Linked DNA regions of Arabidopsis thaliana: region 1 is linked to region 2. The links are chromatin contacts, called in public ChIA-PET maps. All regions are on one chromosome and are shown on one strand. Each heading gives the region's core, a stretch centred on a gene start, on an enhancer-like site or on the middle of the called end of the contact. The rest is flanking DNA. Distances are from core to core; before and after follow the strand shown. Region 1 holds the start of PDCB1 (plasmodesmata callose-binding protein 1). Region 2 holds the start of EXO70E2 (exocyst subunit exo70 family protein E2).

Region 1 (5,286 bases), core at 1,889-4,388, 36 kb after region 2:
TTGTTGGCAGCAATAAAAACAGATTTTATATATATGTTTATAGTTTATACTACATGATCATGTGTCTAAGGAGTGGTCGTGAGTCTGGAATGGTCGTGAGTGACCATAACTATGGGTGTAAGATATAATGATATATTGACTATCAAATTTTAACTATTTTTGAACATTTCAAATAAGTTATATATATATATCTATATATATATTTTTGTAGCCATTTTGTGAAATAAATCTTGTAGTTGGACTTATTTACAATGGCTGCCACTGAATTTTGATGTTTGTTTTTGATAATTAGAAAGAAAATCTTCGAATTAAATATTTGACATTTAACGATCTTTCCAAAATCTCTTCACGTTAACTACACAGAGATATAATTTGATAGCATTTATTTACTACAAAATTACAAAATATTTAGACAATGATTCATAAACATATCATAAATAAGATCAACATTAATAAAATAAATGGTTTTTTTTACGTTGATAGGACGTTACTTAATAATAATTGTAAACTATAAAATAAAAATATTTTATAGTTAGATACAATTTGTAAACTTTTATATATACTAACATTAAAAAATAAATTGTTTCCGCGGTGTACCGCGGGTTAAAATCTAGTATATATGTATAAATGTAACGAATAAAATGAGTATATAATTTTATATGATTAGTGTTGAATGTTTTGACTTAACATAAAGTTGCATCAAAATGTATAACTAATGCTATATACTTCTCTTTTTGAAAAAAAAAATTGAGTCTTGGTATATTAACCGGAGACGAGATAATGTAATTATATATTAAGATTTTTTTTCACTGGCATCAAATCTACCAGAACAGTCAAAGAGGTAATTAAGAGTAACTGCAAGAGCTGAAATCTTCTTACAAACAAAAACATAACATAGACCCATAACACAGAGACAGAGATTACCACTAAACTAGACCAAAATGTCCTCGAAACGATAACTAAGTGCACCCACAGAACCAGAGACCATTAACATCCTTAGAGCATCAGGAAAGAGCAGAATCCACTCGAAGCGATCAAGAGAAGGCAGATGAACAATTTGCTTGAGTTCTTGAGAGCAAACGCGCTGCTGTCTGTCGTGTAATCCGGGTTAATCCCTGTCCCAGTGGTGCCTCCTGTGCTATTTCCCCCAAAAACTCCATTGGTTGGGTTCCCTGAATAAGGACTGTTGGTACCACTACCAGGAAGTGTGGTGGTCGTTGGGCTGCCTTTTGGATTGGTTGTGCCAGGTGTCACAGTTGTGCTGCCGCTAGAGCCACTGGAAGAAAATAAGAGTTATATCAGACAATGAAGTTCCAAAACCAGACCAAGTCTTGATGAAAGAGATTGATCTAAAGGAAAGTCTTCAAAGCAAATTCATATTCTATACTCAAAAAACGCTAACAAAAAGAAGAGTCTCAGTTTCTATTAACTAAAAGGGTCTTTGATGGGTCCAAAAGATTAAAGATTTAGAGTACTATTGCTTAATACGGCCATATCAGTCAAGAACATGATCATGCGTTCAAACTGTAATCCAATAAAGCATTTGATTTTGATTATAGATATGACCAAAAGTTTGGTTAAAGAAATAAAGAAAATTGAGTACTTTTAGGTTCACGTTGAACACTTACAATTAACAGTGTCTTAAAATAAGACTGTTCACAACAGAGTCAAAAAATTTCATTACTTACTCTATTTCCTTTAGTCTATTTAAGTAATACTAATGATGCTGTTTTCTATTTTAATTTAAGCTGAATGATGATATCTCTTTCACAACAAAAGTAAACAAGAACAAAAAAAGTTGTAATTTGGGACCCAAACCAAACTTTAATCTACTTTTTCTCTTTGCCACAAACATAGAAAACAAATTCTTGGTTTTGGTTCCATAAAATGCAAAACGTTTCTTTCAATTTCTTGATAAGGCCATTTGAATCAGAAGCATACCTGGCACTAGTAGGAAAGGCACAACCTGTATAACCTGTAAAAAACAAACACAGAAAATGTTAAGCCATTGGTTATTGTCCACAAATTTGAAAACTAGAAATATAGTCTTTATTATGCATTTGGCGTATCCATTTTGTCTCAGAATCTTGAATACCAAAGTCATTCACTAGTGACAAAAATAAAAACCTTCAACTTTCTGTAACTATCAATAATTAGACACCACATGAATCCTAACAAGCACTCCAAAAAGAGCAAGTTTCTTTAGCATTGGCCTAATGTAATATCAAAGAGCAGAACAAATGAGAATAGTTTAGAGAGACTAACTGGGATCGGAGTTAGTGGGAGTGGCAGTTCCATCGAAATTACAAGAGCCAGGAGATTGACCCTTCTTTTGGAAGAAGCTATTGACTGCATAGTTGCAATGAGACCTAACATTGTCAGGGTTGAAGCAAGATTGTTTTGGTTTAGTAGGATTACAATCTGCTCCATTTCCACAAGCATAGTCTAGGGTTGCCTGTAGCACTGTATCACTCAGCCCTGTCTTACACACACACCATGAGGCACCTACAAAGACCACAAGAAAGCCAAAATTAGAAAATAGATAGCTGCATCTTCCTTGTTCTATAATGTGAGAAGCCAACAAGATTTGGGTAAATCTTGGAATCACCTTTAAAAGGCAAGATTTACAAATATTAGGGTAAAAAAAGTAAGTAGGAAGTTGAGAGACAACAAGCAAATCAGAAGAAGAAAAAAATCAGTAAAGTTTTCTAGAAATTTGTGAACTATGCCAAGAAAAAACACTTTAAGAACAGAAAACAATTTTTTATTTTTTCATTCTTCAAAGGAACAGAACCTTTTTCAGACAAGAGCTAACTAAGAGTGAAAGAGATAAGAAGACTAAGCTAAGAAATCTGAAGAAGAGTGAAAGTTCTTACTAGAATGTCCAGCCAAGGATAGAAGGAGAAGTGAAAGCACCAGAGCAGCCATAGATGCGTTCAGACAAAATGTCACTGTTGTCTTTCTAGAAACAGAGAGAGAAAAGAATGGAGATAGAGAGATCTCTAGAGCAAGAAGAAGAAGAAGAAGAAGAAGAAGAGAAAGTGGAGAGACACAGAGAGAGATAGAGAGCAAGTAGAGAGAAAGAGGGGTGGTGAGATGAGAGAGTGGCTACTTGTTCTGTGTCTTCTTGTCTCTTCTCAAAACCCTTTTGAATGCTTTTTTACATCATTAAAGAACTTAGCTCGTGTAGACTTTTTTTGTACGTATATTTTTAGATTTAAATTAAAGACACATCGTATTATTGGTACTTCAAAATAATTTAAAATGACTTATTGTAAAAGGCAATTTTTTTATTTTTTGTGTTGCAGGATGAGATGTGAAAAAGCTGATTCAGAAAATCTTGTTCATGCTTGGGTCAGATTTGAATAATTTGTTTTGCAAAAAAAAGAAATAACAATAATTTGTTTACTGTGTATTGGCCATTCTAAATTTTATAAAATCGACATAATTACAGTAAAAAAAAAAGTATAATATTTTGTGTATTTTATTTTTAATTGTCTTGTTATTAATTCAAAAAAATTCTCTACCAATAATAATAAAAAAAGAATAATTTAGTCATGGTCCACAACTCCCCATGTAATAAACATAAAACGACGTCGATTTCGTGGACCCGTATCTTAGCGGGTCGGTGTACGGGCCTATTTGTTCAAGTATCTAACCGACGCCGTTTTAGAACGCAAGCGATCGCCTTCTTCCTCGGAGAGCCGACCAGAGGTGAAAACACCACAGAGGAGAAGAATCCTAAACGACACAAGTACAGGGATTTTGTCATGTTAGTTCAGCTTCCTCGCTTGACAAGCTCTCTTAGAGAGCCTTTCGACATCGATCAGGCTTACCTTCGCCGCAAAACTATACTCCAAACTCTTAATAAGCCTCGCAGGTCCGTTTTTTTCTTTCCGAACTGATTCCACTCGTTTACTAAGTTTTCAGCGAGTTCTATAGCATCTGTTTGGTGCTATATCGAATTTGATAGTTGTATAGTCTGGTGATCACAATGTCTAAGTAGAATTTGGAAAGCATTTGGAAATACTTGAATTGAATTGGACTATTGTGTTACTTGTGTTTGCCATTTCAGCTCCGGTAATCGCCTTGATGAATCTGACCTTGCTAAGAGGATAGTTCATCAATGGGAAGGAGGTGATTTTATGATGATATCTATTTTTTCCCAATTTCTCTATAAAAGATGGTGTTGTGTGTATATTGATTGGAATTGGTGTGACAGCTTCTCTCGAAGTGCGACAAGCATACAAGCAGTTTATTGGAGCTGTAGTGGAATTGATTGATCGGGAAGTTCCATCAGATGAGTTTCGCGAGGTTGCTTTTTCCGCTTATCGTCTGTTTAACAATCCAGTGGAGGAAGATGATAGTGATATCAATGATAATATAAGCATTTCCGGGAAGAAGTAAGTACTGTTAATTCTGTTTTTTCATTTTATGTATATTCGTTTATTTATCAACCATGCTGATGCAAGATTGTTGAAGATTATGAAAGTGGCCGAGATTTTTGCACTTCTTTATGGTGTTCAGAGATAATTGAGGCTTTCTTATATTCAACAGGTTAGAGTTGCAAAATCTTGTCGGGCATGCTGTCTCAGATGCTAATGTAAAAAACGTGGCCTCCTTTGCTCAGGCACTTTACTCAATACAGCCTACTCATCAGTCTGAGACATATGCTGATGAAGTTAATGGGGGAGCTGAGTTTGGTGCCGACCTTGTTTTCAATCTACCAGCTCGTTTTTTGGTGGAAGCATCTCTTGACGAAACTGGGTTTGTGGATGTAGAAAGCAATGATGCTCATACATCGTTTTCTGAAGGATGGAGTGGTGTTAGCGACACGAAAAATAATCTCAGTGCAGGAAAATTCAATTTAAGTTGGCTAAGAGATGCATGTGGTCGGATGGTTAGAGAAACCAATTCACAACTTTCCCGTGAAGAATTGGCTATGGCTATATGCAGATTTCTGGATTCGGATAAACCCGGTGAGGAGGTATGTTATTTTCGAACCTACTATACCTGTTCCTAGAGCATCATATTTGCAAGTGAAAGTAGATGAGATTTTAAATATTTGTTCTGCAGATAGCTGGGGATCTGCTGGATCTTGTTGGGGATGGTGCATTTGAGACTGTTCAAGACCTTATTATGGTAAGGCCTAAATTTGATATTGCTCTTTTTTCTGAAGTCTACGGACCTGTGGTGATACTTGGTACCTGATTTCCGTTAGATTCTACAGTATAGTATGCCTTTCTCATTAGTTACCATTACGTTTAAGTGGCATGCACAACTGTG
Region 2 (4,833 bases), core at 143-2,642:
CAAACCCAGATCTCTTCTATCATAGAGTCATCAAAGTCGTTGCATATCATAATCTAGCTATACAATTGTGATTGAGAGAATATAACACTGACCTAAAGCTGGAACAAGCGAGATTTAAGAAATCAAGTAAAACCCAGATCATGAAAAGCCAAGGAAACTTACGTATAGCGATTGCCGATAGGTTTAAGATCCACAACTTGAACAACGATCTCAGATCGATCGGAAGACGAATCAAAGGATGGGTTTGACAAAACGGTGGAGATGGCATCTGGGGTCACCGAAGTCTGCATCTTTCTCTCTAGATATTGAAAAATGAAACGTTTGGTTTCTCTTTAATCAGAATGGTGAAAACTAAAAGCCGTGAGATAGTGAGAAGAATGAGAGAGAGGTACGAGGGTTTTTGTAAAGGAGAGAGCTTTAAGCGGGAGCTATTAAATTCGATTAATTGTTCCCCCGCCGATTTCAATTTCTATTTTTTTGGCAAAAAACTCTTACCGCTTCTTTTCAGTATCTTTCCATTTTTTTGGCGCATTTTGTTTTGTTTGATAATGGACTTTGTATGCGAAAGAAACTGTGTTACAAAAGCCTTTCACTTCAGGCCCATAGTTTATGGTTTTGTTTTTATGTGTGGGTCTTGAATCCACCGTATCACACGTTATGATTCATAAATATCTAAAATTTATTTCCAACAAATACAATTTTTTTGTTTCTTAAAGAACACATACGATATTATTATTTCAGAAAAAGATTAAATACAAAATCCCCAGGATCAAAATCAAACACCAATTCCAGATTAAACAATATCAACAATCTTTAATGTTTTTGACTTTTTTTTTTCTCTGAATGTTTTTGACAATTGAAAAAAATAATTCTACGCATTGCGTGAGGCAAACATTTAAAATTTTAATTTATATAAAGAGAAAATTTATACTTCTTGACTTGGGAAAAAAAAACTTGCTGAGGTCCTTACTTGATATGAGCTGTCAACTACTAGTGTGAGCCGTACAAATATAATCGGACGGTTCAGATCAATACATTGCGAGCCAGTCAAACTTCAAGTATTGACTAATCAACATCAACGTTTATTACACTAATTTATTATTGTACCCCTTATTTTCCAAAAACATAATACTTTTATCCCTATTGTATCCAATAGCTCTAAAAAAATCCACCATAAAATGTGTTTAATGAAATTCGATTATCTCTGACGACAACATTATCAAAAATCAAGACAAGAGATAGAACATAAAATGTTCAAATTCGTAAAAGTAATTGAAACAAATTAAATTCATTTCGAAGTTTATTAATTACATTTTGACCCCCAAATTTAAGTTAATTAGACTTACCATCCCCATGGTTTTCGTCCCGCCATATGGGGAAGTCAATGGACGAATCAATCTCAATTAGATTCGGGGCGGCCCAAAAATTTATCATTTTCTAAACCTTTCGTAATCTACGAAATTACGGGATCGCCTTCGTTGGAATACTAATTCCATTTTTCAACTTTGTTTTTATAAATACAGTTTACGTGCACCACAACTTTTCTTCTTTCCCTTCTTCTTCCCCAATAATCTCGCTGAAACTCTCTTGCTCTTGCTTCTAAAAATCTGTTCTTTGAGACTTTGATCACACAGTTATCAAAATCATAATCTCTTCTTTCCTGGTTTTTTTTTTTTTCTTCTTCTTCTTCCCGTTTCACGGTACGTTTACTCTGTTCGATCACCGAGTGTATGATAAAATGTTTCTGTGAAATCAAATAACATATCACTTTCTAATAAACATCAAAATTTCTCCTTTTTTACAGAAACAAGAAGTTTTTTTGGGAAAGCCGTTGACTTGACTTTTTCTTTGGGGTGTTGTGTGGGAGCTTATAGTATGGTACCATAAGTGGGAGCTTATAGTTTGGGGTGTTGTGTGGGAGCTTATAGTATGAGGAAAAATGTTAGATTTGAAGAATGCTTCACTGATTTTTTACCATAAGTATGTCAACTGGATTAAGCTTAAGTAGTAATGGTTTTTACTATGTTCATGTGGGGATTTCTCTTCCTCTCTGTTTACTTCATTCCGAGATGACTTGAGATTTTTTCAAAGTATAGTTCTTGGAGTTAAGCTTACCTAGTAATCACTTTATATAACATCCCTTCGTTTACATTTGTGCTTTCACCTGGAAACACTTTAGACTTTTCTCTCTTCTGCCGTGTGTATTTAGTTGTCTAGTCAAATTTAAGTTGAGTTTAGGCTCTAGTCTTTGGTTTTGGTTATGGCAGAGTTTGATTCCAAGGTTCCTGTTTCCGGAATGAACAATCATGTCTTTGAGGCATGTCACCATGTTGTTAAGGCACTGAGGGCATCTGATAACAACCTGGATGCCAATTTGAGAAAGCTCCTAAGTGACCTAGAGATGCATTTGTCAACATTTGGGATTGCTGATACCAAAGTTGAAGATGCAGGATTCTCTGAGATCAAGAAGAGATTCAAAGAAGCTGTGAAGAGAATCCGCAGTTGGGAGACAAACCAGTCGACGATGTTTGAAGCTGGTCTGTCTGAAGCTGATCAGTTCTTTCAAGCCCTGTATGACGTTCAAACAGTTCTTGTGGGTTTCAAAGCTTTGCCCATGAAAACTAACCAGATGGAGAAAGATGTTTACAACCAAGCTACGGTTGCTCTTGACATCGCGATGTTGAGGCTTGAGAAAGAGCTCTGTGATGTTCTGCATCAGCACAAACGGCATGTACAGCCTGATTACTTGGCTGTTAGTTCCCGTAGAAAAGATATTGTGTACGACGAGTCCTTTGTCTCCCTAGATGATGAAGTTATTGTCGAAGCTTCTTCACATGAAGATGATGAACAGATATCGGACTTTTATAATTCTGATTTGGTTGATCCCATCGTACTTCCTCACATCAAAGCTATTGCAAACGCCATGTTTGCTTGCGAGTATGATCAACCATTCTGTGAAGCTTTCATCGGCGTTCAAAGAGAAGCTCTGGAGGAGTATATGGTTACTCTCGAAATGGAAAGATTCAGCTGCGTTGATGTTCTCAGAATGGACTGGGAGGATTTGAATGGTGCAATGAGAAAATGGACAAAGGTTGTTAAGATCATTACTCAGGTCTATCTCGCCAGTGAAAAACAGCTATGTGATCAGATTTTGGGAGACTTTGAGTCAATTTCTACAGCTTGCTTCATTGAAATCTCAAAAGATGCAATTCTATCACTCCTCAACTTTGGAGAAGCTGTGGTGCTGAGATCTTGCAAGCCAGAAATGCTTGAGCGCTTCCTTAGTATGTATGAGGTTTCAGCAGAGATTCTCGTGGATGTCGATAACCTCTTCCCCGATGAAACAGGCTCGTCTTTAAGAATTGCATTTCACAACCTGTCAAAAAAACTAGCTGATCATACAACCACAACCTTCTTAAAGTTCAAAGACGCAATAGCCTCAGATGAATCCACACGCCCCTTTCATGGAGGCGGGATTCATCACCTGACCAGGTATGTAATGAACTACTTGAAGCTTCTCCCGGAGTATACCGACTCACTAAACTCACTGCTTCAGAACATACACGTTGACGACTCCATCCCCGAGAAAACAGGAGAAGATGTCCTCCCTTCGACATTCTCTCCAATGGCTAGACACCTCAGGTCAATCGTCACAACTCTAGAATCCAGCCTTGAGCGAAAAGCTCAGCTGTACGCAGACGAAGCACTGAAATCCATTTTCCTGATGAACAACTTCCGTTACATGGTCCAGAAGGTAAAGGGATCAGAGCTGAGACGCTTGTTTGGAGACGAATGGATCAGGAAGCACATTGCAAGCTACCAATGCAATGTCACTAACTACGAGAGATCCACATGGAGCTCCATACTCGCTTTGCTCAGAGACAACAACGACTCTGTAAGAACCCTGAGAGAAAGATGCAGACTTTTCAGCCTTGCATTTGATGATGTTTACAAGAACCAAACCCGTTGGTCAGTCCCTGATTCAGAGCTCCGCGATGATCTTCACATCTCGACCTCTGTCAAGGTTGTTCAGTCTTACAGAGGATTTCTTGGAAGAAATGCAGTTCGCATAGGCGAAAAACACATCCGATACACTTGTGAAGACATTGAGAATATGCTCCTTGATCTCTTTGAATGTTTGCCATCTCCAAGATCACTGCGCAGCTCTCGTAAGAGATGATGATGATGATGACTTGAGCCTAATGGACTCCATCTTTGTTCTTTTGATCTTTTGTTATTTACTCACTTATGCAATGTTTTGTGATTGCTTACATGCAAATAAAGTTGTAGAATTTTTATACTCCATTGTGGGGATGTAATAGTAATTGGCTATCTTGTCACTATGTCATCTTTGACATGCTTAATACAAATTCAATGTTTAAGTCGGATTTAACATTTATAATGACGATGGTTTTTTGGTTAACTCTATGGACTCATCTGATTTAACTGAGGTATGGACTTGGGCTATTTGACTAGGAGATATCTTTGGTGACTTCTTACTACTACTCACCTCTGTATTCTCTGCTGGATTTTGGCATATGCAACAGCAAAGTGTTGTTGATGGAACAAGTGAAGGAAGTGAGCTAGCAGTGGAAAGAAGACTGGGCTGATTATGAATGTCAGTAATGACGTCTCTCCCCAGTCAAGAAGATAACTAGAGAATTATGCTTAGAAGATTTGATGGTAGCCTTGCTATTCTCCATCTATTCTCATCTTCGGAAAATTGTCTAAACTATAGTACCCTTATGTCCAAAAACCTACAATCTTCTGTCAAAATATGAGAAGGAACTTTTTTTGGACCGTTTGATTCCTGCATTCGAGTATGAAGCAGAT

What was found. ChIA-PET counts read pairs in DNA pulled down with a chosen protein or histone mark.
Region 1: an H3K4me3 ChIA-PET map of shoot shows a contact between it and region 2, with 12 read pairs. The contact joins the promoter of PDCB1 here to the promoter of EXO70E2 in region 2. A contact is called at or near these places in 2 of 26 Hi-C or Micro-C datasets (root and vegetative nucleus), 1 of 2 datasets of contacts at active chromatin or transcription factors (shoot) and 1 of 3 other capture datasets (seedling).

The regions. Positions count from the first base shown.
Region 1 is chr5:24,586,442-24,591,727 of TAIR10.1, forward strand. PDCB1 (plasmodesmata callose-binding protein 1) reads right to left here and starts at 3,139. Exons shown (of 4, transcript NM_125506.5): 1 at 2,877-3,139; 2 at 2,266-2,505; 3 at 1,942-1,975; 4 at 732-1,276. The coding sequence starts at 2,928. The coding sequence ends at 997. AT5G61140 (U5 small nuclear ribonucleoprotein helicase) reads left to right here and starts at 3,465. Exons shown (of 49, transcript NM_001203655.2): 1 at 3,465-3,880; 2 at 4,076-4,137; 3 at 4,223-4,403; 4 at 4,558-4,987; 5 at 5,077-5,142. The coding sequence starts at 3,558.
Region 2 is chr5:24,552,352-24,557,184 of TAIR10.1, forward strand. It overlaps EXO70E2 (exocyst subunit exo70 family protein E2), which reads left to right and starts at 1,393. Exons shown (of 1, transcript NM_125494.3): 1 at 1,393-4,692. The coding sequence starts at 2,261. The coding sequence ends at 4,180. RPA70D (Replication factor-A protein 1-like protein) reads right to left here and starts at 504. Exons shown (of 11, transcript NM_125493.4): 1 at 163-504. The coding sequence starts at 290. It overlaps ECT3 (evolutionarily conserved C-terminal region 3), which reads right to left. Exons shown (of 7, transcript NM_180905.3): 7 at 4,643-4,833.